2 separate regions of the Mus musculus genome follow, and region 2 is linked to region 1. Evidence: chromatin contacts called from public HiChIP or PLAC-seq data. All regions are on one chromosome and are shown on one strand. Each heading gives the region's core, a stretch centred on a gene start, on an enhancer-like site or on the middle of the called end of the contact. The rest is flanking DNA. Distances are from core to core; before and after follow the strand shown. Region 1 has its middle 65 kb from the start of C330011F03Rik. Region 2 overlaps Gm19585 (predicted gene, 19585).

What was found. HiChIP or PLAC-seq counts read pairs in DNA pulled down with a chosen protein or histone mark.
Region 2: a BATF HiChIP or PLAC-seq map of CD8 T cells shows a contact between it and region 1, with 6 read pairs. The contact joins two enhancer-like sites. A contact is called at or near these places in 1 of 15 datasets of contacts at CTCF or cohesin (large pre-B cells), 1 of 115 datasets of contacts at active chromatin or transcription factors (CD8 T cells) and 1 of 9 other capture datasets (embryonic stem cells).

The regions. Positions count from the first base shown.
Region 1 is chr17:51,380,954-51,385,055 of GRCm38.p6, reverse strand. No RefSeq gene overlaps it. Among named protein-coding and RNA genes, the nearest start is that of C330011F03Rik, 65 kb to the left of the region's middle. Within about 2 kb of position 2,290, at least 28 of the 459 cell types and tissues checked have an H3K27ac peak or open chromatin away from gene starts, as enhancers often do. A contact at or near this core is called in CD8 T cells, where this site is marked.
Region 2 is chr17:52,160,826-52,164,927 of GRCm38.p6, reverse strand. It overlaps Gm19585 (predicted gene, 19585), which reads right to left. Exons shown (of 4, transcript NR_155494.1): 4 at 1,442-2,134. Among named protein-coding and RNA genes, the nearest start is that of Gm19585, 14 kb to the right of the region's middle. Within about 2 kb of position 2,162, at least 81 of the 459 cell types and tissues checked have an H3K27ac peak or open chromatin away from gene starts, as enhancers often do. A contact at or near this core is called in CD8 T cells, where this site is marked.

The sequences.
Region 1 (4,102 bases), core at 1,041-3,540:
TCATCTCTTTGCTGACTCCTCCCCCATTCCCAATTATTGACTATTGGGTTAGCCTAGTTCCTGTCCTTAGTTCTCTCCATTCACAGATCAACATCCACTCCGTGGGTTTTAATACTACTTCTAGCCAGTCATTTTCAGGTCAATGCCTCTCCATACTAAAGTCCAGTTGCCTAGCCTACTCAATGCTATGATCTCTGTGTCTGCTTCAGCAATGATCTATGCTCTAGAAGGATGGTGGAAAGTCCACTCTTGTTATTGTCATCATTTATGCCTCTCATTCTTATAACCCAAGCCTATATATTATTAGTAAATCCTGCAGTTCAATGGTAAAGTACTTCCTTACCTCCTTCACTGTGACCACTTTTTCTATTATACAGATGACCTCTTAACATGCCCTATAATTTATTTGTGTGGCATGCCTATTATTTATACAACTGTCGACATTTTAAGAGTGCAAACTCCATGTGGTAGAACTCTTGTTCATTTCATTATCTATCTTAAGCTCCTACATCAGTGTCTGGCTCATAGCGGGTATTCAGTAAACATTGTTCTTACTGATTTATTTGATAAATGTAAATTGAATATTTAAATTCACTAGGCATTGGACATATATGAATAAATCATGCCTCTGTCTTCATTGAATGTATATTTAGTGAAGAGGGAGAGAAAATTAATAAGCAAACTAACAAATAAGACACTCTCAGATATAAGTATCTGAAAAAAGTAATATGAAGTTATTTAAGGGAAGAATGAAAACAGGGCTGATGGAAGTTGCTCTGGAGGACAGAGAGGACAAGTGTGGATGAGTGGTCATGGCATGTATGTTGTGGTAAAGTGTTTGAATGCTACCCTGTGTGTGACAATATGACTGGTGGAAGATGCAGAGAATGGCTTAAGGAAGGAAAAAAGAAAGGAAACTAGAGAGTGATTAAGAATATATTGTGTTTAATAGCTAAGTAGTATTCCATTTTGTAAATGTACCACATTTTCTGTATCCATTCCTCTGTTCAGGGACAGCTGGGTTCTTAGGCAAATGGATGTACCTGGAGGATATCATCCTGAGTGAGGTAACCCAATCACAAAAGAACACACATGATATGCACTCACTAAGTGGATATTCACCCAGAAACTTAGAATACCCAAGATACAATTTGCAAAACACAAGAAAATCAAGAAGAAGGAAGACCAAAGTGTGGATACTTCATTCCTCCTTAGAATAGGGAATAAAATACCCATGGAAGGAGTTACAGAGAAAAAGTTTGGATCTAAGATGAAAGGATGGACCATCCAGAGACTGCCTCACCCGGAGATCCATCCCATAATCAGCCACCAAATGCAGACACTATTGCATATGCCAGCAAGATTTTGCTGAAAGGACCCTGATATAGCTGTCTCCTGTGAGGCTATTCCAGTGCCTGGCAAATACAGAAGTGGATGCTCACAGTCATCTATTGGATGGAACACAGGACCCCCAATGGAGGAGCTAGAGGAAGTACCCAAGGAGCTGAAGGGATCTGCAACCCTATAGGTGGAACAACAATATGAACTAACCAGTAAGCCCAGAGCTCATGTCTCTAGCTGCACATGTAGCAGAAGATGGCCTAGTCAGCCATCATTGGGAAGAGAAGCCCCTTGGTCTTGCAAACTTCATATGCCCCAGTACAGGGGAATGCCAGGGCCAAGAAGTGGGAGTGGGTAGGTAAGGGAGCAGGGCCGGGGGAGGGTATAGGGAACTTTTGGGATAGCATTTGAAATGTAAATGAAGAAAATATCTAATAAAAAGTTGAAAAATAAAAAAAGAAAAAGAAATAATGGCATGGCAAAAAAATAAAAAAAGAAGAAAGAAAAAAAAAGAATATATTGTGATTGCCTGGAGGTGGTGTCACATGCCTTTGATCCCAGTACTTGGGAGGCAGAGACAGGCAGATCTCTGAGTTCAAGACCAGCCTGGTCTACAAAGTTCCAGGACAGCTAAGGCTACACAGAGAAGCTCTATTTCAAGGGGGAAAAGATTGCAAGATGACAGACTTTTACTTTGGGGAGCAATAGGATGGTTTAGACATTTATAGGAAAGGCACGATCTATCTCAAAAATTCCCACTGGACAAATTACAATAAACATGCACTTAAGAACAATGATGGGCTTGTTTTTAAAAAGAAAAATCACTGAGACAAAAATAATTAATTGGGACTTGAAATCAGAACACTAAAAAAATTTAGAAGCTAAGATTATCCTGAAGACGGAAGTCAGAGCAGGAAGTGTTAGTTACAGGAAGTACAGTCGTTCACCACACAAAAGGCAGGCCATGAGTCAGCACAATGTGGCTGTACTAAGATCGCAACCCTATAGAATAAGGAGACCTTCAGTGAGGCCAGGGAAGCTTGACCCTGGCCCTCCCTAGCAGGAGAGCCAGGAAAAAGAACCACTCGCCTGTCCCAGTGGGAGTCATCACAGAATAGACGCAATCTGACTGTTAGAGGCTTTCTGCGGTAAATAACAGTCTGCCTAAAATTCCTAACAAAATACTTTCAAATGAATCTATTTGCTACAGAGTTGGGAGATCCACAAGAACAGTAAAAAGCATAAAGAATTAAAAATAAATAAATTAAAAAACCAATGCATTTAGAAATATTTAAAGAAATTTCTTACTTTTTTTTTTTTTTTTTCAAGACAGGGTTTCTCTGAGTAGCCCTGGCTGTCCTGGAACTCACTTTGTAGACCAGGCTGGCCTCGAACTCAGAAATCTGCCTGCCTCTGCCTCCCAAGTGCTGGGATTAAAGGCGTGCGCCACCACTGCCTGGCTTAAAGAAATATGTAAAGTGACAAAATATAGTATCTTAGAATCAACCTAAAGAAAACACAGACCATTATTATAGAGTTCAGAGTCTTGGTGAAGATACTCATTTTGATGCTATGGTTGGATATTCAAAGGTTGATCATAAATTAAAAAAAGGAATATAATTTATAGCATCACAGAAAATATTAGAAAAAAAATAAGAAATTAAACTCAATGAAGAAAATCCAAATGAAACATTCACAAATAAAAGAAGAATATTTAATAGTAAAAATACAAACATAACGAAGTATATACGATATTAACAACAAATCAAAACACTATAAACCAAATAATGTTGGTGTTCAGCTCTATGAATGTCCACAAAAGAAACACCCATGTGCACAGAAAACAAAATATGAGAAATAAACAAGGCTAGAAAGTTGATCTGTGCAGACTCCAACCAAAATAAACAATAGCCATATTAACTCCAAATCACAGGGTGCTGAATACTGTGCAGCATCCTGTAAAATATTTGTAATTTTTAAATCAGAAAGGAGAAAGCAATCCTTCATTGATTTATTTTGTTCATTTCTTTATTTTATATGAGTACACTGTAGTTGTCTTCAGACACACCAGAAGAGGATGTCAGATCCTATTATAGATGTTTGTGAGCTACCATGTGGTTTCTGGGAACTAAATTCAAGACCTCTGGAAGAGCAGTTAGTGCTCTTAACCACTGAGCCATCTCTCAAGCCTTGAGAGGCAATTCTAAAGTCCATTGTATCAAGTGACATAACTTTGAAATACACGGAATTGAAAGAATAATTAGTAAATACACCATTTGGCCAGGAGATTTAATATATTCACCTAAGTAATTAAAAAGCAAAATTTAATGCTCGTAGTTTTTACTCTAAAATCACACACACACACACACACACTTAATTTGCTGTGATTAGAGAACAGTGTATGTTGGGGATTGTTTTTGGTGCGCTATGTATCCAAATGCTAAATTCTATACCCCAAGACCTGGTTGCCCCAAGACACGTGAATTCCCCCACACACCAGGTTTTGTTGTTAAAAACCTTGCTCCTGAAACTCATTGGTCAATAAAAGGCTAAAGCATGTGATTGTGCACTAAATAGAGGTAGGCAGGCTTTCAGTTTCCTGGCTGTGAGTAGCAGGTAGAGAGGAAAGGAGAAGAGAGAGGAGAAGAGGAAGAAGGAAGCAGCCATGAGAGGAGACAGACCATGAGCACGTGGCCAGGAGAAACAGCAAGTTATGAGGGCTGAGATGTAAGTCAGAATAGCTCCAAAATCATCTAGGCGT
Region 2 (4,102 bases), core at 913-3,412, 780 kb before region 1:
ATTCTCTGTTTCCCCCCACCCCCAAACCCCAATTTTAATTTTCTAACATAACAAAATAGAAAACACAAACTAGGCAGTGCCTGGATGCATTAATAGGTCAAGATGGATCACATTTTAAAATGTTATGTTTTGAAAGTTCTCTCTTTCTTACCTTTTATTTGTGTGTGTGTGTGTGTGTGTGTGTGTGTGTGTGTGTGTGTGTGTGTGGTGTTTGCAGGGTATACATTATGTGACAGGGGTATATACAGGGGTGGTATACACACCCACATTAATGGGATCCTCCTCTGGCATCTTCTATTTCTATTCATCTTATTTCTTGATAGAGTCCCTCGGTGAATCTGTGGCTTGCTTGCCATTTTAGACTGGCTGGCCAATAAACCCAAGGATGCACCTGTCTTGGCCCCTGTTGCAACTGGAATTTCAGAGGACTGCCTTTACACCTGACTTTTACACGGGTGCCGGGGACTCGAACTCCTGCCTTCACACTTGCACAGCAGGCACTTACTCCTCCATGCTCCCGGGATGCTAAGTAACTTTGAAGAGCATATTTGAAGTCTATGCCTTGCCACTTTCTCTGGCAGAGGTTTAAGACCACACTAAATGGAAACAGAAAAAGAAATGTTGGAATAGGGAGAAACTAGCCAAGTACATAAAGAATAAAATGTAGAAACAGCAAGTATGGACAAGACCATCTTTGTAGTATAATTCTTTTCTTCCTCCAAAAAAACTTCTGTCATCTCAAATGTGTGCCTATGCCATTGTACTCACTCTTCTCTGTTATTTAATCTGTACAGTAATCACTAGTCTGTTTTTCCTTTTAATATTTTACACTTGGCCCCAGATAGGGAAGAGTGACTGGAACAAAACCGGTTAATACATAGCTTTTTGTGTTCCATTTTTGTAGGTTTTAAAAACTCCAAGGTTGGACACAGAATAAATTAATTCTTTAAAACATTTTACTCTATTCATTTATTTACTGTGTGTGGAGGCATACCACAGTATGCACAATGGAGGACTGTGGACAACCAGAGTGGACCACATGGTGGGAGAAGGGATCAAGATCATGCTGTCAGCTTTGTTAGCAAGTTCTGTTACCCACTGAGCCATCTTGCTGGTCCAGAGTATGTGGTCTTTAACAAATGCATATGGAGGCCTATGAGATGGGTGGCTGAGGTATATAAGATGCTGCTCCAGTCAACCCAGCAATCCTGAAGAGAGTCTGAAGACACTTTCGGTCTTGAGCAGGTCTTCTACTCCAGTTCGGATAAAATGATGCTGAGATACAGAAAGGGGATGAAGTAATCCACAACTCACAATAGGTCACCTGGACATGTATGTCCCAACATGACATCTGTATGTCAATATTTTGTTTTAAGCCTCGAGTAGCCTCAGACTGCTATAAACAGAAGAATAAATGAACATAGAAGTAGACTGGAGGGCTTACATTTATTTGTTTATTTATTTATTTATATCTATTTATTTTACAATCATCTCCCATAGTCTGGCATTTATAAACCCTTAACTACTTATCATCAATCATTTTTGGTCAACTTTGATGTGAGAATGATTTTTATCAAGTGTCCAGGAAACACACCTGGGTAGATCTGCAGAATGGCCCAGAGTATGAGAGGCCATGTAGAAACAGGAAGCCGAACTTCAGTTGAAAGAGTTCATGTTTTCTCTCTGTTCAGATCTCAGACTAAATTTGGCAAGCTGTGAGTGCCCGTGCAAGGGAAGGAAATGCATAACAGAGCAGAGCAACTCATCTTTCATGGCTTTTGGGAAATTATTTGACAGATCCACAGTCATATTATTCTTTAAAAACTCTTTCATGAGGCATTTCCCAAGAAATTCTGATGTTGACTGTGGTGGACTGACGGGTTGTGTTTACGTACTTCTAAGGGACCACAAGTCTACCTGTGTGTGAATGAGCGCCTTCCTAATAAGTAAATGACTCTGCTTTCATGTGTTTAATAATATTTAGACTTCACTTTTTCTTTTTTTTTTCCCCTTATGTTCTCCCAAAGAAGTTTCGGTCTCTCCCATCATGTGTTGTTGTGGTGGTGAGGTTATTTTTCTTGATGAGTCGCACCCACTCACAGTCAACTTGAAGGTCTTTTCCACTGCAGACAGCCTGTGAATGCGCAAAAGGAAGCTGGTTATCTCCACATCAGCAACTCACATCACAGCGTGATCAGAAGTGACATCACTGTGTGGTTTCACTAATGATATTTAAAGGAGATCACTATTTTCAGTTGCTTTTTTAGTCTCAGAAACCTCTGCATCTCCTTCCACTTCGCTGCCCATCTGTCACCCCTCCTCTGTCCCACCAGATTCCTTCTCAGCACTACTCTCCTCTCCATTTCCAGCCTGTGATGACAATGGGTCCTCTCAGGTTTTTCTGGGGTTGTTTTGTTTTGTTTTTTAAAAAAGAGAAAAGTCAAGTCCATTAATACTATTGACTTGGTAACTTTTTTTTCCCAGAATAAGATCTGAGAAGAATTCGAGAAAACCACAGATACTAGAACTGATGAAGACTGTTTCCTGTGAATTTGTGTGGCTTGCTCACCAAGACACCCTCTGCTAGTCTCATTCTTCCTTCTATAAACAATTTCTGCAATTGGCCCTAAAACCCTCTTGGAATGAAGACACAATTCTTACATGCGAACACTTCAATCCAGGTCCAGTTGTAGATCAACAGGACCTACACAGGGAAGCATCTTTGTACAGACATCTCTTAAACAATTGTAGTGAAATGATCTGGTTTGAAATAGGTGTCCAGAAGAAAGTCCTTACCTTTGCGTATGCAGTGGAAACCCTCCGTTTTATGTTTACAGTGATAAAATTTGTATATGTGTGTATGCATGCATGCATGTGTACATATATATATATATATATATATATATATATATATGTATATATTTGTGTTTTGGAGTGCAGGTAAGGAAGGGCTGAAAAGTGATGTGTGGGGGAAAAACAGAAATCACATACACTAACATTCCAATAGAGGAGTTTGTAATGAGCATACAAATGGTAGCAGGATGTGCATTTATTAATATTTTATGGAACTGGGTGCCATGAAATGATATCGGTCTCCACAGCATCATCTTTATAACATGTGAGACCACAAGATTCTCCAGCCATAGTCACTGAGCCTCTTGGGCTCTATCTTCCTCCAGTCTAAAATAGTTTCTTAACCCCATCACAGTCGGCTTGGGGGGATGGATGCTTCTTGTGATAGGGTTTACTTAACAGCATTCCTGGTTTCTGCTTGTCAGACACCAGTATGTTCTATCAGTTTTAACAGTCTCCAGACAGAGCCAGATGTTTCTCAAGGGAGCTGAACAGGCAAAATACCCTATAGCTTACAACCAGTAAATAAAAATAATTAAAGTTTATAATATCTTTCTATTCTAAAACTTGGTGAGAAGAACATCTAAGATACTTTTTTAGAATGTATTTTACTTACCTTTTAACTATTTTACAAATACATAATAAAATGTTTTGACCATATTCACCCACCTAGCACCTACTCTCAAACCCCTTGGTACTGCTAAACCCCATAGTCAATTCATAAAAGATATTTTTTAAAAAATTCTTAATTCATACCAGTTAAGATTGAAGAGAGAAAAGTAACCAAGTTATATTTTTAGACTTGTGAGTGGAACTAAAGAACTAAAGGCAAAGACATCTTCATCATTAACCAAGCACTTAGCCCCTACTAAGAACAAATCTTGAGAAATAAGAGAGAATTTGCTCACAATATACTACATGAAACATCTCTAGTGGAGTGTCTCATCTCTTGTAGGGAGAGAGTAGCAGGTAGCATAATTAGCTTCGGCTTACAAAACAGTGGGCCTCTAGCTTAGGAACAACTCACCGAGGAGCACACTACCAGGGAATGGGGAGCACAGACTTGAAGTGTAGTGTGCTTCTCCTCAAAGGAGTACTGACATTGCTTTGTACTGCTTTGTCTGGGACATTAGGACAGGTTGTCACTTCAATGTTAAATATGAATGGATTCAGCCCTTGTCTCTCAGTCCCAGTGGTAAGGATAGTCACCAACTTTGTCTTTCACATGAATCAAATTAGAGAAGCCTAG